Linked DNA regions of Triticum aestivum: region 2 is linked to region 1. The links are chromatin contacts, called in public Hi-C maps. All regions are on one chromosome and are shown on one strand. Each heading gives the region's core, a stretch centred on a gene start, on an enhancer-like site or on the middle of the called end of the contact. The rest is flanking DNA. Distances are from core to core; before and after follow the strand shown.

The links. A called contact is a pair of places that touch in the nucleus more often than the background predicts.
Region 2: a Hi-C map of leaf shows a contact between it and region 1, with 4 times the contacts expected there. The contact joins the promoter of LOC123138325 here to the promoter of LOC123138323 in region 1. A contact is called at or near these places in 2 of 5 Hi-C or Micro-C datasets (both in leaf).

The regions. Positions count from the first base shown.
Region 1 is chr6B:617,779,827-617,786,255 of IWGSC CS RefSeq v2.1, forward strand. LOC123138323 (transport inhibitor response 1-like protein) reads right to left here and starts at 3,277. Exons shown (of 3, transcript XM_044558280.1): 1 at 2,294-3,277; 2 at 1,342-1,852; 3 at 1-1,245. The coding sequence starts at 2,967. The coding sequence ends at 493.
Region 2 is chr6B:618,241,748-618,248,228 of IWGSC CS RefSeq v2.1, forward strand. It overlaps LOC123138325 (pentatricopeptide repeat-containing protein At1g73400, mitochondrial), which reads right to left and starts at 4,107. Exons shown (of 3, transcript XR_006468980.1): 1 at 2,252-4,107; 2 at 670-760.

The DNA.
Region 1 (6,429 bases), core at 2,027-4,526:
GGAACATTCCAACATAGATAATGCCGTTCCTTCGTCTGAGCAGATAGATTGAACAGTACATGGCAAAACACCAAAGGCTGGAGACTTGAGGGCAAAAGGAACCATGTAAAATCTGCTGCCGAATTGGAGCCGACCTTCAGCAAGTCTCTGTGCAATCATTAATCGGTTCCGACAACTCAACTATGATACAACAAAGGCATCGGTCTGGTGCTGGCCAGAAAAATAACTCATATTCCATTGAGAATAAGGTGAGATGCCTCACCAAGATACATACATCAAAGAAACCTCGTACAGGTTCAAGTCTCGACTCAATCAGCCCAGAAAAGAATAATTGATGATCTGCTTAATTAAATGATGCATTCATATTTCCCGCAAAATCATCCGCAGGGAACTTCCTCTCTGGCTCTGGCATACTTGAACAGGAATACAACAGCAGTGATCAGGAATAGTAGAACAAACATGACCATACAACAAACTTCTTCAATGGCAGTACTACAAGATGTTGACAAATGATGGAGCATCTTCCCTTGGTCCTGCCAACGATCGATACAGGTACAGCTTATCAACGGTATCCATTTCCCCTTCATTTTCCTTCATTACTTCAACCACCAGATTAGGCATTTGCTGAGCTACATCCCCACAACCCTTCACAGTTAGCCTGCATGAGTTCATCCAAAAGAACCTCATGTTGTAAAAATAGTTCAGGCCAGAGAGCAATCCTTTGTCGCCAAAAGGGCTATCCCTGACCTCAAGCTTCTGCAACCTAGTGCACCCCTCAAACACGTGTTGAAGAGACATGTCACTATTCCCGGCAAAGGCAACAGACAGAGTCTTTATGAGTTTTCCGTGTCTTCCAATGTATGCAAACGCCTTATCAGTGAGCAGGCCAGAGACTGAAAGTCTGGTGAGCTTCTTGCAGTTCATCACAATCGCCCCAAAACCCTCATCCATGGGCGCCCCGGTAATCCGATCAGGGCGGTGGCGGCCCATAATACAGAGGCGGAACACCAAAAGGTCAGGGCAGTTCTCGGACATAGCAATTACTGCTGCATTTGTCATGCGCTGGCAAAAGTAGAGAATTGATTCAAGCATTCGGCAGCCTTCTGAGATTGCCTGGAGACCAATATCTGAGACTGAGCCCTCAGAATCCTCGGTGGCATCCAAAGGAAAAACACGTAGCTCACGGAGATTTGAGCATGTTTCAGCCACAGCCCTAAGGCCTTCATCACCCACAGTATCAAGAACCTACAATAAGAAATTGGAACACCAACACCTGATGTCAAAGTACATAAACCAATATATCTATCAATGTGGCGGCAAAAAAAATCACAAAATACTTACCCATAAAGTGCGAAGATTGACGCAGTGGCGAATAACTGGTATGAACTCTTCAGCAGTTAGACCCGCAAAGCTAAAATTGAGGGAAGTGAGATTGGCACAAACTTGGTAGATTGCTGGGAGGTATGCTGCATTGGCATCCAAGAAACCTGACAAACAAACAAGTGATCTGGACGCTGCGAAAGAGGTAGCGAGCTCAGACACAGACAAAGCACCCCCAGGGCCTGGCTCAGATCGGAATGATCCAGTGCCAAGGTGAGTTAGATGGGGTGCCCTTGCCATGAGACGACGCAACTGCTCTATCGACACATGGTCATTAACGCGAAGACGACGCAGAGCTGGTGAGCGTGCAACAAGTGCCTCCAGGGCCTCAAAGTTGAATGGGACACTAACACAATCAAATACAAGCGACTCCAGCGACGTGTTGCACTCTGGAAACTTGGAGATCCAATCCACTACTTCACTCTCCTCCTCATGGAAATAATCTTCAGTCAGATCCAGTACTCGAAGATGCCTAAAAAAATAGATGCAACGATCCATAAGATACACACTTGAGTACTAGTATATCACAGTTTGCTAGAACTATTTGCCATAACCATAACAGAAAAACTATCAAAAGCTGAGTGCGAGTAACGGCAAAGATTCGAGTGTGACACTACCAAGTGTCACGAACTGAGTAGAGCTCAAGAACAATAAAGATCTAGCTTTGACAGAACGTGTAGGGATGAGAACCCAGCAAGGCAATAAAAGCTATTGCCTAGATAAGATTCTGATCCATGGCAAAGCCGGACCAATAAAACCGAAAAAAGCATAAAGGAGTAGGCGTGCACATTAAATAAAGTGGGAATGGCATGATGCAGCTGAGAAGTGAACAAATGCGCCAATGACAGTATGATACTGTCCCAGCCCGTAAAGCTGATACGTTGATACGCAAAGACGAGAAAGGGAACCGTACCGGCAGCCCTCGGCGATGACGGCGAGGCCGCGCGTGGTGAAGCCGTCGCAGCAGACGAGCGAGAGCTCCTTGAAGAGCGGGAAGGACCTTGGGATGAGCGCGAGCTCGTCGTCGGAGACGGTCATCCGCTTGAGGCAGATGCGCTCGAGGCGCGGATAGGCGGGGCCGAGCGCGGCGACCCAGGGGGAGACGTTGGCGCCCCAGCCGTGCGGCACGAGGCTGAAGTCGGCGAAGCGGGGCTTCCCCTTGAGCACGACGGCCCGCACGCCCCCGAAGCGCTCGACGGCGCGGCGCGGCGAGACGGCGTAGCAGTTGCCGATGAAGAGCTCGCGGCGGGTCTGCGCCTCGGCGCGGTACCAGGAGCGGCAGACGAGCGAGGCCGCGTTGCGGTCGCGCGCCGCCGTGAGGAACTCGAGCACGCTCTCCAGCACGTTCTCCAGCACCTGGTCCGGCGGCGCCCACCTCCCGCCGTTGCTGCAGCCCCTCAGATCCGGCGCCCACCTGTCGCCCCCTCCCGGCCCGCCGCTGCCGGAAGAGTCGTCGCCGTCGTCCTCCGACATCTGCGATGGCGGCGAATCCGTGTCCTCCGCCGCATCGCGCATGCCGGCGGGGGCTAGGGTTACGGCGGGCTGGGGGATCGGAGCGGGGGAGGGGGAGGAGGGGGGAGCGCTCATGTGACGAGGCGCTGGAGGTGAAAAGGATTAAATAATGATTAGATCTGAGGAGCGAGCGAGGTGGACTGAGCGAAGCAATGCCCGTCCTTTTTATTCCTCTCGCTCTCGCTCTCTCTCCTCTCGCCGGTGAAAGTTTGGATTTTTGGAGATGGATGGATGGTGAGCGATGCGTCCGGACGACAGTGCCCGGAGACGACCGGGAAAGCACGGAAGAGGACGGGTATGTACGTACGAATTTACGTTGCGGCACAGAGAGATTGATGATAATGGAAGGGAAGAAACATGGTAGGTGGTTAAGGAGCGCCGCTGCGCTCCTTTGTTGTTTGGAGCGCATCGCCGTATATAGTAAGTGCATGTCCTTCTGTTCTGCTGTCTACGCTAGAAAAAAAAATTGCTTGGCCACACCCCATAGCGCATATGGATGCCGATTGAATCAGTCTAAATCCTATCCCTAAATGCATTTATTTGAGGTTTAGAAAGTTGTAAAAGGCATAACTTTCGATTCAAGCATCAAAATTCAGTTTCGCTTTCACCTTAGATTTCTGACGACGAGTTCTTCAAAAGTAGATCTCGTATGAATACATTTCATCAAACTTTTTTTAGGACAACTTTGGTTGCAATGGAGGCAACTATAATGCTATAGGGAAGCAACTTCTTCTTTTTTGCCTAGAACGAAAAAAATCACACAAAACATAAAGCATCTTTAGTGCTACATACAAAGCAACTTCACTGCACTATGTGTATCAATTTGGTAACATTATCCCAACTTGTCTATCATGGTTGCTCAAATTGCCTATTGTTGATGCTTAGTTGCCTACGGTTGCCTAGTTGCTTACTATTGGTAATTAGTTGCCTACAATTGCTTCTCAGTTGCCTAACTTTGCAAAAATAGTTGCCTACAATATTATGAAGTTCTTTATCATTGTTTTTCTAAGTTGCCTACAGACACTCTGAAGTGGCCAGGATTCACCATCGTGTTGTCTACCATAACTAGCAATAGCTAACGCAAGAGCATAATCGGTAGACGACATCATGGTATTATAGGTCATTTAAAAGCAATGGCGAGCAATAACAATAAGCAACTTAGAAGTATCGGTGAGGAAGTTAGGAGAATATTACATAAAATTAACTAGGACACAAAATGTAGTGAAGTTGCTTGCTTTTAGCACTAAGGTTGCCTCTTATCCAAGGAAAGTTGCTTACGAAGGTGATGTGATATTATCCACCTCTGTTTAAGTTGTTCTATATTATTAGTTAGTTGCTTATTGTTGCTAATTAGTTATTTTTAGGAGTGAAGTTACTTCTGTTTAGTATTAAAGTTGCCTCATCCAGTGCCACAGTTGCTTTCGAAAGAAAAAAAATAAAAGAAACATATCCATATGGGGTTTAGTTTTGACCTAACTAGCCAACTCATGTGTGTTTTGCATCATTATATCTGAAGACGTTAATGATTTTCACAGATTACTTGACCAAAATTTAAGGACTTGCATAGGTTTATGGGCAATTGTCTAATCCGTCCCCTTGTCATTACCCCCTATGCAACTTCTCATCTAACACTCGCGACCTGGCTAGCCCACAAGTGCACGCTCAGTAGTGTTAACAACTTAGGTCCAAAGTCGCCTATATATGAAACTAAGTTGTATGCAACTAAGGATGATGTTAAGCTACTAGCTAGTCATGGTAGCCACCTTAGGGTACTATTAGCATACCTTGAAAACTAAGTTGCCTACAATATAATGAACTTAGCGATGAAGCTAGTTATGATAGACTACTTGCTAGTTATGGTAGGAAGATTAAAGGGTGAAGGTATTTAGCTTGGTAGTCATGGTAGTCAACTTCAAAGGGATTTTCGTTGATATGCGATCATACTATGGATACTAATAAGAAGTTGCTTTTTATAGCACTAAAGTTGCTTGTGCAGCATTCAAAGTTGCTTTAATTTTTTTTATCGAAACATACCAATATGGGATCTAGTTTTTAAGAACTCATCGCGAGAAACACAATGGTGAAAACAGAATTGAAATTCGATGCTTGAGTCAAAAGTTAAGGATTTTAGAAAATTTTGAAGCTCCAAATCAATGCATGCACGTGGGATCTTATTGAATAGCGGGGTAGAGGGGAACGTGAAGACGTGAGGGGACCAACCGACGGGTACTTTTTCTATTTAGTCAGGTATCATCTTTTGAAATGCATGGGACTAGTAGCAATGCAATCGCATTAAGAAAACTGGGATCGGACGGCTTAGATGCGAGGGCTCGCTGCAACCAAATAGTGCAGCTGCACTTACAAGTATTTAGGAAGAAACATGGCATGCTCCGAGTGCGGCCGATTATATGATGCGTCAGGGTTTTTGTTTTGGAAATATTGGTGTAGTTCCACAAGTTTAGTCTTTTCCAGTAACTTTCCCGATGTGGTACCTTGTTGGAACAGGTTTAACCAGTTAGTTTCGAGTAGAAAAATATTCTATAAAAGCATCTGCAGCCGGACCTCTCAAACCCACTTTCCCCTCTCTACGCCGGACGGACGACCTAGTAACTGGTCATAAAAATGCAACCCGACCGCACCTCTCAAACCAGCCCCATACGTTTGGGTTGTTCGACGCCCCACAAACTCAGCCCATCTGGGGCAGATATCAGAAGGCCCGGAGCCCCGGAAGCATTCGGCGCACCAGATCCAACAGACCAGACCGACCCTGAAGTAGCATAACGTTGTGGAGGAGCAACTCCATCTTGCGGCTACAATGTGCAGAGCACAAGTGTTGAAGGAAAAATTTCAACGTGTTGCGCTAGATCACTCCAGAGGCCAAGATAGTGCTGATATGGCAGCGGGAGTTCAATGCAAAACTCATAGAACTCTACATCTAGTCCAAGATCTTAGATAAAAATACCAAGTTCTATTATAAGTAGTGGGGGTACGTAGTCTAGGTACAAACTAGAGGTGAGTACCTCTATTTATAGGGCTTTAGAAAGCCTTCACATACTTCTACTTATGGTTAGAATGCTCCAGAAAACATTGCTTAAGATTCACCTTTCTACTCATAGCTAGAATACTATAGAAAACTATAGCTAGGGTTGAGAAAAGAAAAGAAATACTCCCTCTGTAAAGAAATATAAGAGAGTTTAGATCACTTTTTAGTGATCTAAATGCTCTTATATTTCTTTATGGAGGGAGTACTAGACTACAATAGAAGTCTCTAGAAGTAGCTAAACAGATTTGACATATGATTATATTTTTATTTTCCTCATCTATTGTACCTCATTATTCTCCCTGGTTGTTTGGAAATCGACCTCGAGCTATCTTCGTAGAGCGCTTCTTCTGGATGGTAGAGAGTCAAGTCCGCGACATTAAGGGGTTGTTTGGTTCCTAGCCACACCTTGCCACACTTTGCCACACCTAACCTTAGGCAAGTTTGACCAAGTTAGGTAGGTGTTTGGTTCTAGCCTATAACGCCCCGAGACCGAC
Region 2 (6,481 bases), core at 2,857-5,356, 460 kb after region 1:
CATATCCCAGTTAGTAACGATTTCAGCTACACTGAAGTGCTATGTGTGACGCATTTTCGTTGTCAGTCAATTTGTTTACTCTAGCATGTGATAGTTAATCCATTACCCGGTGTTCCTAGTTTAATATCATCTGATCAGCAAACTAGCTACGGTTAGCAGGACAGTTTTTTCAGAGGTGGACAGCTTTGAATAGCAGCCAAGCAATCACATTTGTTCAGTATCGCCATAGTGTATACAAGCATATCTGCTCATTGGTGTTTCTTGTTTTTTGTAGCGTACCAATAACGCAGGAAGGAATGCAGATGTTCTGTGGAAAATAAGTGCATCTGGCATTCACCTCTTCTTTTTTAAACCGGAACCCCCCTCATTTCTGTTCTAATAACTGGATGAGTAAGATTCTGCTTGAAATAAGTCTGCTAGTAACATGTTCCCAGACAAGCTGAGCTCTCGAGACTCCAGAGTATCTGAAATTGATTTTGGTTGTCACGTGGAGACAAGAAAAGTTGTGTCGAATTGCATGCTTAATGACAGGAAATTCAGTCTTGGGCCTTTGTGGTTCATTTGAGAGAGCGGCAAAAAAAGAAGATGAAAAAGGTTCCACAATAGAACTAAGGAAAAAGCTTCATGGGGTGTGCATATGATGTATAAAGCAAATGAAAACATACTCACATTGCCTGTTTCCTTGGCAAAGTACTTCGGTTCATACGCTGCTTCCACTGCATATTGCTCCGACAAAATGTGCACACTTGTATCAACCACCCTGTAAAAAAGAAAATATGTATGTTTTATAGATAACTTGGCTTAAATCCAATCAGAAAGTAAAGGCCAAAGAACTGCAAGTTACGTCCTTGGTTAGTCTAATCGATGAACTTGTCGTGTCATCACCAGAATGAACATAAATATCTCACAGAAGCACATATACCACCAATAATTGCGTTTTGGAACAAAAAAAACCAGACACCATTACTGAAACTAGTTACTGCCTTTACTACTTTTTTGAACTAGATCAACACTGCTACGATTCAAGTTCTCATCTCCCTACTGCTTACAGTCAGGATGGCGATGATTGGCTACAGTTAGTTATATCTGCTCAAACCTGCTACAACTAGCCATCTTGTCCTGCATTTTCTCTGCCCTCAAGTATGCAAGTTTTCAATAATTGGTATTTCTTTAACTTTCGGTGAGAGTTAGCATATTATCGTTAATCAATACAGTATATCCTTGTGATTTCTGTAATAGAAGAAAAGGACATCACTTATTTGCCTGAAGAGACCAAAAATATGTGTGGAACGGGAAAACCAACAAAGGGCAAATTGGTTTAGGCAGTAGACTGGTTTAGCTGGCTACTTTCATAACACAAACAATAGGTTTTACACTAAGTTTGCATTAAGCCAATTCATCTTGGTCAAGTAAAAGGAAAACTCAGAGCTTTACAACAGAAAGTGTTTAAAACAGAAGCAATCAAGTAAGGGATTTTCATATTTCAGTAGGTAAAATAATAAATTGGTCCAGGTTCCAGAGTATTTACATCATAGCTTGTTTAAATTAAAATAGCGGAAAGTCTTAGTATATCTTTATTGCCACGTAGGTTTCTCTGCATTTCTTTCAGGCAGTGAACTGGTTTTTGGAGTGGGGTAAGGTAGGACTGCAAACCAAGCTATACCAGCAAATGCAGGTATGATATAAGGATAAAACTAAAGTCGATTGAAACACACTGGTTTATCGTTTATATTGATCCATCTACTGTACTGTTGCATAGGTTAAATTGAATTTATCTCAGGCAGCAAACTGATTTTTAGAGAAGGGGTGGGCAGCCGACAAGTGCTACTCCCTCCGATCCATATTACTTGCTTAGATTTGTCTAGATACGGATATATCTAACACACAAGTAATACGGACCGGAGGGAGTAAGATATATGAGGGAAATTCCATTGAAACAATATACAAAACGCAAGTGTTAGCCACCAAAAACGTGATTGCCTACCACAGTATTGTAGCAACCATTTTGATTCTAAAGTTTAAGTTTGAAATATTGCAATACAACTACACATTAGAGTACATTGTGTCGCTGTTAGCTGCCCTTTGGTAAAACGATGTCCATGTGATTAGCATCCATATGTAACTTAGGCCCTCCTTGCTCAGGGAAAAGTAGGCAAAATAAGTACTGATGACCAAAACTGTACAGAATGCAGCACGTCTAATACGGCTACTAATAGTTGGCACTTGCCAGTAAAACCAGGGAAGTGGTTACCTCATGTACGCTCTTGACTATTCGTGCTAACAATAAATCTTGCAGAACTCATCTCCTTCTAATACCAATGCTCTTCTTCTTCTGTGTGATCGAAAAACGTCTTGACATTGCAACATTGTAAAATTTTCTCATATGCTCTGAAAGCCGATGTATTGCGCCAAGGTTGCCAACAGCTGACAATTGCAGCATGATAGAATCGAACTTCTTGTACGACAGTTTCATATCATGGTTTATTACTTCATCTAGAAGAGTGGTTGCATCTTCCGTTCTTCCACAATCAAACAGCCCATCAATCATTATTTCGTAGGTATCAACAGCACGTCGACATCCTCTCTTGTCCATTTCAGTCCAAATATTGAGTGCCCTGTGTGGCTCTCTCATCTCAAAAAACATCACCATCAGCATATTGTAAGTATGAACACTGGGCTCACAGTGTGCTTCTATCATCCTCTCGGCGAGTTTGAGCGCATCATCAGCCTTCTGAAGACGACAAAGTACCTCAAGAAAGCAATTGTAAGTGACAATGTCAGGAGGAAACCCAGCCTTCCCCATCTCCTCCAAAATGCAGTAGGCAGCATCGAGTCTATCCACCAAGCACATGCCTTCAATCAAATCTTTAAAGGTTGATACATCAGGCATGCAGCCTCGTTTAATCATATCTGAAATCAGCTCAAAGCACTCATCCATCCGATCAGCTTTGGCTAGCGCAACAATCATAATAGCATATACCTTAGCAGTGGGAGAGGATATCTTCGATCCCTCGGTCCTCATGAACTCAAACAACTCTCTTGCCTCCGAGATCAAACCAGCGCTGCAGAACGAGTCAATAGCAGCAATGTACGTGAAGTTCTCTGGGGTGTGCTTCATCTCAACCATTTCCTCGAGCACCTTCATGGCCTTCTTGGGGTCCCTGGCGCGGCACCACCCAAAGAAGAGGATGCTGTAGGTCTCGGCATTTCCTTGCAGCTTCTTCTTCACGCGACCAAACACCGTCTCCGCCTCCCTGACCATCCCGCACTTGCAAAACGCGTCCAGGAGGATGTTGAGCGCGTCGGTCTCCGGCGGCGTGCGCATCCGCACCCGCCGCTTCTTCGCCAGCTTCCTAAGGTTGGTGAGGTGCTTCTCGGTGTAGGCGCGCAGGATGCCCAGCAGGTCCTCGACCGGCACCGACCTCGTGCCGTGGCGCTTCATGTGGTCGAGCACGTCGCAGAGGACGCCGAACTGGCGGGACTTGTACCGCGTCCCGGAGAGGATGTCGATCATGTCGTTGTACGTGCGGTGCTCGTGCTCGTAGTTGTCCTGCTGGGACGCCCAGGCGAAGAAGCGGAAGGCCAGCTTCTCCTCGTAGCGCAGGCGGTGCATCACGTCGGCCACGAGCGGGGTGGTCAGCTCGGCGCCCAGCGCGTCGAGGGCGGCCTCCGTGCCCTCGTTGGAGCCCTCCTCTGTCTCTGTCACCGCGTGGTAGATCCTGTCGGACAGAGACGCGACGTGCTCCTCCTGGAGGTTGGTGGGGAGGAGGACGTGCCCGGAGGAGAACCGTCGCGCCGGGAGGTCCGGGAGATGGCGCCGCGGTGGCGGGGGCGGGGGCAGGGCCTGAGCGCGGTTTGAAGGTGGGGAGGATGCGCGCGAGTAGTATGCGGCGGCGGGGGAGGACAAGGGCGCCGCGGCGAGAAGGCAGCGGAGGTGGCGGAGCCGGAGGGGGAGGTTGGGGGATATCATGTGGCTTGGGAACGCGAGGCAACGGGGGATGAGGGATTCGGAGACTGAAACGGACACGGCGGCCGGCGGCCGGCGGCGCGGAGGGTGCTTGTTTCTACGGTGGGTTCTGAGAAGAGGGAAGGGGATTGCAGGGCCTAACACTGTGGCCCAGACAGACTATCTAGGCTAAGCGGGCCGAAGGTAATGGAAATGGACTCATTACACACAGTTTTCCATCTTCACATAAAAAATACACTCATTTTTCCTTAAATCTTTTATTAAAATTAATAAAAATAAACATTAAAACTTATGTAAGGTATTGTCGTCCGATTCTCTTTCATACGTTTCCCCTCCCTCTCGCGTTTTTTATTTTTTTCTCCATTTTTTTGTCAATTTTCCCTAAGAACCACCTCAATTGATCCACTTTTTATTACCTTATCAAATAAAATGTAATTCAATAAGTGCTTAATTACTTAAATAAATGTTAGAATATACTTTTATAAAATCATATTAATATGAGCAGGTAAATTACGGGCTAACCTACTAGATATTTATGCCTTGTTGCAACACACATGCAATTATATAGTTCCTCAAAACAAGTATGGACACGCTACATTTTTTATGATTATTTATCTAGTCTAGAAGAAAAGTGACAGAACCAACGCAAACAAGTATAGCTTGTTGGCTGGGGCAACCACCTCCTTGTGTCAGTGACTTAGTCGCTGAGGATTATAACTCTGTCATTTTGGAATAATAAACCCTATGATTCTCCGCAAAAAAAATATTGATGTGCTTACGTGAACTATATTAGCAAAACAATAAAGAAAAACAACTGACATGATGTCCTACACGCCCCATTTAGTTCTCCTAATTTATGATTCATGTGTGGGGTCAACCAAGTTTTACAACGTGTTCACAATCACGGCCACACGAGTTGCTTCATGTGGTTGTCGTCAACACATCACATTTCCATTCTTGTCCCCATCCTTCTCCGCAGGGCCTTCCATGGGCCTATGCGGGTTGTGCAACCGCACAGGGCCCCCAAATTCCAGGCCCTCCAGTTTTGGGTCCAATGTCTATTTTTGTTTTGGGTCCTTTTTTCACAGCTAGTCGCTTGCTCCCCAAATCGGGCCTGCTCCTAAATCTCCCGAAACGAGCCTTTCCCAAGTCCCGATCTACAGTCTGCCAATCCATCGATCTTTCCTGAGACGAATTGGCGAACGGTAATGCTACACCTACGTAGCAGAAGTTACGTACTTTACGTGATTAGCAACGTGGATAATCATCATTGGGGAAGAGGGAGGATGAGGCTCCACCCCCCTGAAATCAGGGGGGCTGAGAAGGATTTAGGAAGGTTACGTAGAAATATTTTGTAGCTTTACGTGGGTATAGGATTATTGATTGGCGAAAGTGTGGCGGAGACGAACTGACGGGAGTGCGGCATACGTAGGTCAGGGATGTTGTCTCTCTTTTGAATGCTTCATTTCATGCCTGGAGACACAATGCATAGCCCTTCTTGTATGAAGAACTGATTCCATGATTCCGCTAGCTGCCGGATGCTCAGAAAGTTGCAGCAAATCCCAATGCACAAGTAGAAGCAGTAGATGGCCGATCTGTCCATCAGGTGCACTTGAATTAAATCCCTATTTAATATACTACTTTGTAGTGTTGAATAATTATATCAGTGAGTCTATTCTGTGCATATGCATCAGTTCATCAATCAAATTTTTAGTGAAGATATATAGTAGGTTAGTGAGAAGATGTCTTAAGCTTTGCTCTAGCCTACAACATGATTGTAGCTAACACCCTCTTTAGAAAGAGAGATTCACATCTGGTGACTTTTAGTAGTGGCCAACACTCTAGCCAGATTGATTTCATCCTCTCGAGAAGAGAAGATAGGCGTGCGTGCCTAGACTGTAAGGTGATACCTGGGGAGAGTGTTGTACCCCAGCATAAGCTGGTGGTTGCTGACTTCCGCTTTCGGATTCGTGTCCAGCGGGATAAGCGTGCCAAGGTCGCTAGAACGAAGTGGTGGAAGCTCAAGGGGGAGGTAGCTCAGGTGTTCAAGGAGAGGGTATTTAAGGAGGGCCCTTGGGAGGAAGGAGGGGATGCGGACAATGTGTGGATGAAGATGGCGACTTGCATTCGTAAGGTGGCCTCGGAGGAGTTTGGAGTGTCCAGGGGAAGGAGAAGCGAAGATAAGGATACCTGGTGGTGGAATGATGATGTCCAGAAGGCGCTTAAAGAGAAGAAAGATTGCTTCAGACGCCTATACCTGGATAGGAGTGCAGACAACATAGAGAAGTACAAGATGGCGAAGAAGGCCGCAAAGCAAGCTGTTGGTGAAGCAAGGGGTCGGGCATATGAGGACCTCTACCAATGGTTAGGCACGAAGGAAGGTGAAAGGGACATCTATAAGATGGCTAAGATCCGGGAGAGGAAGACGAGGGATATTGGCCAAGTCAAATGCATCAAGGACGGAGCAGGCCAACTCTTGGTGAAGGACGAAGAGATTAAGCATAGATGGCGGGA